Linked DNA regions of Mus musculus: region 1 is linked to region 2. The links are chromatin contacts, called in public promoter capture Hi-C maps. All regions are on one chromosome and are shown on one strand. The core of a region is the stretch at or near the end of the contact, and the rest is flanking DNA. Distances in the headings are between cores, read along the strand shown.

Evidence for each region. Capture Hi-C pulls out chosen DNA fragments and counts their contacts.
Region 1: a contact with region 2 is called in a promoter capture Hi-C map of adipose tissue. The contact joins two enhancer-like sites. A contact is called at or near these places in 1 of 115 datasets of contacts at active chromatin or transcription factors (embryonic stem cells) and 3 of 9 other capture datasets (adipose tissue, liver and pancreatic islet).

What each region holds. Positions count from the first base shown.
Region 1 is chr2:160,975,207-160,978,750 of GRCm38.p6, reverse strand. It overlaps Chd6 (chromodomain helicase DNA binding protein 6), which reads left to right. Exons shown (of 37, transcript NM_173368.3): 27 at 1,232-1,292. Among named protein-coding and RNA genes, the nearest start is that of Emilin3, 65 kb to the right of the region's middle. Within about 2 kb of position 1,315, at least 21 of the 459 cell types and tissues checked have an H3K27ac peak or open chromatin away from gene starts, as enhancers often do. A contact at or near this core is called in adipose tissue, where this site is marked.
Region 2 is chr2:160,666,087-160,669,777 of GRCm38.p6, reverse strand. The region is part of intron 2 of Top1 (topoisomerase (DNA) I); the gene reads right to left. Among named protein-coding and RNA genes, the nearest start is that of Top1, 22 kb to the right of the region's middle. Within about 2 kb of position 2,272, at least 34 of the 459 cell types and tissues checked have an H3K27ac peak or open chromatin away from gene starts, as enhancers often do. A contact at or near this core is called in adipose tissue, where this site is marked.

The sequences.
Region 1 (3,544 bases), core at 66-2,565, 310 kb before region 2:
CTAAGCAGGCCCAGCAAGTACAGCCTTCCTGATCATAAAGTTCCTCATCTGATTGCTGGTTTTATTCCAGAATAAAATATTCCCCAAGCAAGGCAGACTCGGGAGCTGCTTTTTAAGGTAGTAACAGTTCAGCATAGTGAAGGGTAGTATAGCAAAACATATAGAAGCATTCTCTTTGGCTTACTTTTATTTATTGTTGGCATAATCTCCAAATGTGTGAGTTCTCAGGAAAACTAAAGCAACAGCTAAAACCTATCTCCAAGATATAAAAATTTTTAGAAAGTAGAATTTACCTCTTAGATGTGTCCTGTCAGCTTTGGCCAGATGTCCTCCTCTGCTGAGGACAAGGTGCTTTGAATTGTCCAGAGCTGTAGTTAGACCTAGCCATGAAAGTATGGCATTGCCAATAACCCCTGGGGAACACTTTAGCTGCCATGATGCTCTATGCCCCAAAGGCATTTTCTGTGGTCAGAATAATAAGAGTGTATTTTGGGAGATGTTGACAAAGGTCTAGTATGGCTGGTTATCCTGGTGTTAGTTAAATTAACTGGTTCAGGAAAAACACTCCCTAGTTCAGGAGCCTGCGTGTAGCTCAAAGCTTTTATATTTGTGGTGACTCCAGGGAGGCACCTAAGGTAGGGGCAAAGCAGCTGACGCTTCTTTCCAGCTTAACCGGAGAAGAATCGTCACAGACAGGCTTCAGCAGTAGTTAGGCTTCCAGGAGACTTGAAGCAGCTAACCGAGTCACAAGTGTCATATCTGACGGGATGATTCCCCTTCCTTCTCAGCACAAGAGAGAGAGGACCTTGTGAGAGAGGTCGCTGTGCTTCCGGTGAGCACTTGATTAGCACAGATGTCGTCTGGACTAGAGTTGTTCTCTTTTAGTTGAAGTGGAGACAGCTCTTGACAGGCTGTGGTTACTTTTTCAATGATTGTGTTGAACAGTAAGCCTCAGGGTGTGCCTGAGTAGATCACAAGGCTACAGCCTAATACATGTGAGGTCTCAGTTGAATGGAAGTCTTTACCCACCTACATGAGAACAGTCTTGGATGGTAGTTTCTCTCATTCTTAGTCTCTCTAAGGTTCTCCGAAAAGAAAAGGAAAAATCTTAAGATTTGAATGCCTGTGAGAAAAATATCTACTAACCTTGCCTTTAGATTTGGAAGGCTTTCTTACAAGCACCCTTGGTAATAACATAACTCCTAAGTGTTATATAATTACTTTTATTTAGAGGCAACATAGATAAAGAAGACAGTGCTGAGGACAAGTTGGATGGTCTCCAGAAGCAAACGGTGAGTCAGATTGGCTGCTCTGGTCCTGCATGCTCCTTCCTGCCAAGGGAGGACTTCATCATTGGGGGTGGGGTTGCATTGCTGCACTGTCTTTGTATCACCCTTTAGTACAGAAACTTCAAGCATACAAACTTGACTGCATTTGTAGTCTAAAAAAATTTTTCAGATAGCTGCAGTTTAAGATAGAGTTGTAAAACACAGTACCTGTACCAAGTATCCTCCAGAGTAAGATCAGGTAAAACCATTTAGTATTCAAGATGGTGACACTGACAGAGTCAAGGTCAGAACATTTGAATGACTGCACTGGTCTCATCTCTATCTCATAACCATTTGTTTGCCCCTCCCACCACATCATTGATCTTTTCTCCATTTTCATAACTGTCATTTTAAGAATGCAATCATGCAGTATGAACCTTTGACAGATTTGTTTTCATTTGTCATAATCTTAAAATCTATCCAGGCGGTTGTCTGTTCCAACTGTAGTTGGTTCCCTTTTTGTTTTTGTTTTAGGTTGGGGGCAGAGGTGGCTGCTGATTGTTATTCTGTAACATGGATATGACACTGTTTATATAATGTACATGTTTGTTTAAGAAACTGCCACTTCGTTTTGGAGTAGCTGTGCCGTTCACTTTTTCTGCCCACTGGCAGTAAATAAGTGGTGTGCTTCCTTCCTGTACCTCCTGCATTTATGGTGTCGCTGTTTTCTGTGCTCCACGCAGGACAAGTTCTCGTGCCCCTCACTCATGCTCTGCTTTCCTTGTGCTGTCCTAGACGCTGTGATAGATTCCAGATGCTAGTCCTGGGGTTTTGTTGTTGTTTGTTTGTTTTTGATTTTGTTTTTGAGACAGGGTGGTATTGAAGTCAGAGAACCTGCCTCTGTCTCCTGAGTGCTGAGATTAAAGGTGTGCACAGCTATTGCCTGGCCAGATACTCTTCTTTTTATCAGACAGGTGGTTTGCAGATATTTTCTCTAACCTTGTAGTTTTGCCTTTTTATCCTTTCCATGTTGTCTTTAATGTGGCAAGAGTTTTTAATTTGAAGAAATAAGTTTCTCACTTTTGCTTTTGTGGGTTGGGTTTATGGTGCCAGGTCTCAGCTGTTTTACCTGACAACCTAGAGCCTCTTCCACCCTCCCCTCCCCCACATTTTATAGTTTTATGATCCAGTTTAGGTTAGTTCTAATTTAAATAACAAAAATTAGATCAAGGTAATTTAACCTGTTCCTATCCTGTTGGTCCATAAATACTCTTAACCTTCTATCCTATCAAATTACTTTCGTAACTTTGAGAAAACCCGGTTGGCCTGTCTGTGAGGCTCCATTGCTGAGTTCTGTCAGTAGTACATAGTCTAAATTGTTGCATCCTTGTCTTAAAGTCTTAAAGTCAACTGATCCCTTCCCACTCTATTCTTTTTTAAAATTATTTGACCTTTACTTATTCTGTGCCTCTCTATGTAACTTTGTAAAATTGTCATGTAAAATTTCTATGTAAAATTATCTAGACAGGTAACATGGCTCAGCAAGTCAGGGTACTTGCTACCCAGCCTAAGTTTATTCCCTGGGACCACCTAAGAGAAAGAGAGAACTGACTCCTGCAGGTTGTCCTCTGACTTCCACATGGACACACTCAGTAAATAAATATTTAATTCATTAAAAAAAAAGTTTCTATATTTTCAGAGACTGGCTGAAATTTTAGTAGAAGTTACATTAATTAAAATTGTATGCCGCTGCCTGTCATCATTTTTTTTATTTCACTTTCTGTTTCTTTCATCAGTGTGTGAGCTCTACTGTTTGTTACTTCGTTTCATTGTTTCTTCTTGGGAGTGATTGTAAGTGCTGTTGTGATCTCACTCCCATTCCCATGTTCCTTACCACAGGGAGAGAAATCCTGTGTGTGTTTTCTGCCTGCCCTGCACCCTCAGCTGTTTTGGGCTTGCTTACCCATTTTAGGCCACTTTTTATGGATTTCTTTGTCTTGTCGTCATCTGCAAATACAAAGTTAAAATTCCCATCTGGTCTAAATTTTAAAACTTCTTTCCTTTTCTTGGATTCTGGTACTGGCTGAAACTTTTAGCACTTTATTGGGTAATATTGGTGGGATAAATATCCTTGTTGTAGGTATTAGGAGTAAAACACTTATCGTTAGAGTAATATTGATTAGGGGTTGAAGAGGTGGCTCCTCGTTTAAGAGCACTTGATCTCATAGAAGATGTGGGTTCAAATCCCAGCATCCACATGGTGGCTCATAACCATC
Region 2 (3,691 bases), core at 1,023-3,522:
GATCATATAAAAAATTCACTTTTAACTTTATTGGAAACTGCTCAACTATATATTCCTAAGTGGCATACTCTCATATATTTCCATGAATATTATTAAGAGTTCCAAGCTACTACAAATCATTAGCAACATCTAGAATTACCAGTGTTGGCTTTGTTTGTTTGTTTTTCTTTAAGGCAAACTCTTGCTATGCAGCTCTGGTGAGCATGTAATTCTCTATGTACATCAGGCTGGCCTCAATCTGAGAGCCCCACCTACCTCTGCTTCCTGAGTACATTACAATGCCTGGCTAACAGCCTTTACTGTCTTAATTTTTGCTCTTCTAAAAGGTATATTATGGTGATTTGAGTAAGAATGACCCCACCCCCACCCCCATAGTATCGTAGTGGCACTGTTTGAAACTTGTATCTTTATTAGTGAAAGTTTATCACTAGGAGTGGGCTTTGAGGTTTCAAAAGCCAAAAGCAGGCCCAGGAGCCTCTTGGACAGTAGGCCAGAATCGGAATATAGCTCTCAGCTACTCTCTAGCTCCATGCCTACCTCCTGCTGCCATGCTCCTAAACATGATAACGGACTAAACCTCTGATGAAACTGTAAGCAAGTCCCCAGTTAAATGCTTTCTTTTGCAAAATTTGCTTTGGTTGTGATGTTTTATTTATTTATATATACATAATATATATATATATATAATTAGCCTGCTGTGTTTTTTTAATTATTTTTAAAAATTTTACCCATGAATGTTTTGCCTGCATGTATGTAAATGCCCTGTGTGCTGGGTCCCTGTGGAGGCCATAAGAGTATTGGATTCTCTGGAACTGAAATGCTTAGAGCCAAACCTAGGTCCTCTACAAGAGCAAGTGCTCTTAACCAGCCAGCACCCTCATTATGAATTTAATTCCTAATTTTCTTCTAGTGATTAAATATTTAATGAAAACTATTTGTGCTTATTGACTATTCACATCCTTTAAATAACTATTGCAAGTTCACTACAGTATTTGCTTGTTTGACTGTACATTGTATTACTGAGCTGTATATGTTCTTCCCCCTACCCCCTGGTTTTTCAGGACAGGGTTTCTCTGTCTAGACCAGGCTATCCTTGGACTCACAGAGATCCACCTGCCTCTGTAAGTTCTTTATATACTTCTGGATTGCTATTTTTGGCCACATATATTATGATACTATGGCTTGCTATTTTGGATACATATCTTCCAACCTCAAAGACTCAAGTGTTAGAAAGTATAAAAGTGAACAGGCTTTTAAAAAAACAGAGAGAGATTTATATATATGGGTATTTTGCTTATATGGATGTCTGTGTACCATGTGTATGCAATGCCTGGGAAGCCAGAAGAGGACATTAGATTCTCTAGAACTGGAGCTGTATATGGTCGTGAGCCTCCATGTGGGTGTTGGAAATCAACACCCCATTCTCTGGAAGAACAGCCAGTGCTCCTAACTGCTAAGTTATCCCTGTAGTCACTATGACCAGTCATTCATTCATAAATAAATAAATCCTAAAGGTGTTTTTCAAAGAGCCTCTTTTAAAATTTAGTAAAATTTTATTTAATCAATTTTCTCTTGATTTGAGTTTTGCTTACCAAAACATCAGTTGCTCGCCCCCATTCTCACCCCCACCCAGTTCCACAAAGCTACATCCTAAGCCTTATGAAAATATTTAAACATATAAAGTACTTTGATAATATCCCCTCCATTACTCACACTTATCCCCACTCCCACTGATTCCCTTTCTATTCTCATTTACTGTGGTGCCTTTTTAAGAATACAGGAGGGAAACAGTGCTATATGTATCTCTGATTTTGGCTTATTGCTGTGTACCTATCTATATCACAGTTCTGGGGAAACAGAGACAGATCTCTGGAAGCGCCAGTTCAATAAATATTTTATCTAAAAAAAAGGTGAAAAGAGGCTGGAGAAAAGTTTCAGTAGTTAAGAGTACTTGCTGAGATAGATAACAGAGGGGTCAGTTCATAGCATCCATGTTAGGGGCAACTCACAACCTCCTGTAATTCTAGCCCCTTGAGATCTAACACCCTCTCCTGGCCTCCAGGGCCATCTATACTCATACATACACATGGACAAGTAATAAGATACATCTTTTAAAAATAAGGCAGAGCAAGCCTGATAGACATCTGATGTTGACCTGCAAATGCACATGCACCGTCCGTCTCTTGCACTTGCACAAGTAAATGGCAGTACAGCACCCAACATTAGCTCACAAAGGCACTGCAACTTCCCATTTGCTCTCCTTGTTCTAGTGAGAAATCAGCTACCAAACTAGCAGCACTCAAGAAACATGTGGTGAGGAACTGATACTTCCTTCTAATAGCCACGTGAAGAAATTATCTTGGAAGTGAATATGCCACAGCCCAATTTAGCCTTCAGATGACTGTTACTCTAGGTGACATGCGATTTTTATGAAAAACTTTTTTTTTTTTTAATTATTTTTTTTTAAAGATTTATTTATTTATTATATGTAAGTACACTGTAGCTGTCCTCAGATACTCCAGAAGAGGGCATCAGATTTCGTTACAGATGGTTGTGAGCCACCATATGGTTGCTGGGATTTGAACTCGGGACCTTCGGAAGAGCAATCGGCGCTCTTAACCACTGAGCCATCTCGCCAGCCCGAAAAACTTTTTTTTTTAAATGAATTCTTTCTTACATTCAACCAGACTAACGAATGTAATGTATTTGACACTTATAACCAACCTATATCAACTAAATTTGAAGTAGCATGTTTCACAGCAATAAGATTATATATAAATTAAGTATTGCTGATCTGAAGCAACTGAAGTGCTATTTGGCATAACTGCATGTCTATTCTAGACAGATCCCAAGGAAAGAGAAACACTAATACTTGCAAGATCAAGGCCCTGGTTCTAAGAACTTTCCATCCCACAGAGATGAGAATAGTAAGTAAAGCATATAGTGTTAGAAGACTGAACTCAAATCTCCCATGCAGTGTACAGGACCCTCTGACTTCTAAGTCTCCAGTCTAAAGTCTTAACATGCTGAGTCAATCAGGATAAAACTGGTGACTTTTACCTCATGGCATAAAAATGACAATGCATGCATGCACCAGGACTACAACCTGAAATAAAGCATGTGTTGTTTTGTTTATAGTTAGAAATCAGTAAATGGGCTTCAGAATATTGAACGTTAAGATCTACTGCTTTGGTTCAAAGGCATGACAAGGAAATTATCTGAAAAGGAGAGAAAATGAGCACCACTGTATGTAATTCAATAAATCCATGACCACATACAAAAAAGACTGGAAGACATACATTTTAAAAAGAATGTAGTAATTTTAAAATTTAGAAATTTGTGAACTTGAGTTCTTAAGTGTGCTTCATCTTATTTTCCATAATGAACGACTTTTATAATAAAGTTAGAGATTAGCAAACTTTAAAATTTGAAGCCAGACCTGGTAGTACACGCCTTTAATCCCAGCACTCAGGAGACAAAGGCAGACAGATTGAGTTCAAGGCCAGCCTGGTCTACACAGAGAGTTCCAGGACAACCAGGGTTACAGAGAGACCCTGTCTAAATAAACAAACAAATTTATTTTTGTCAAATACAAACATGCAAAAGTCACTAAAAAGCACTAAACTTTAAAATACAAATTCAGAGTAGTTCCTATTAGATTTCACATTATTATCTTCCTGAAATGCATAAA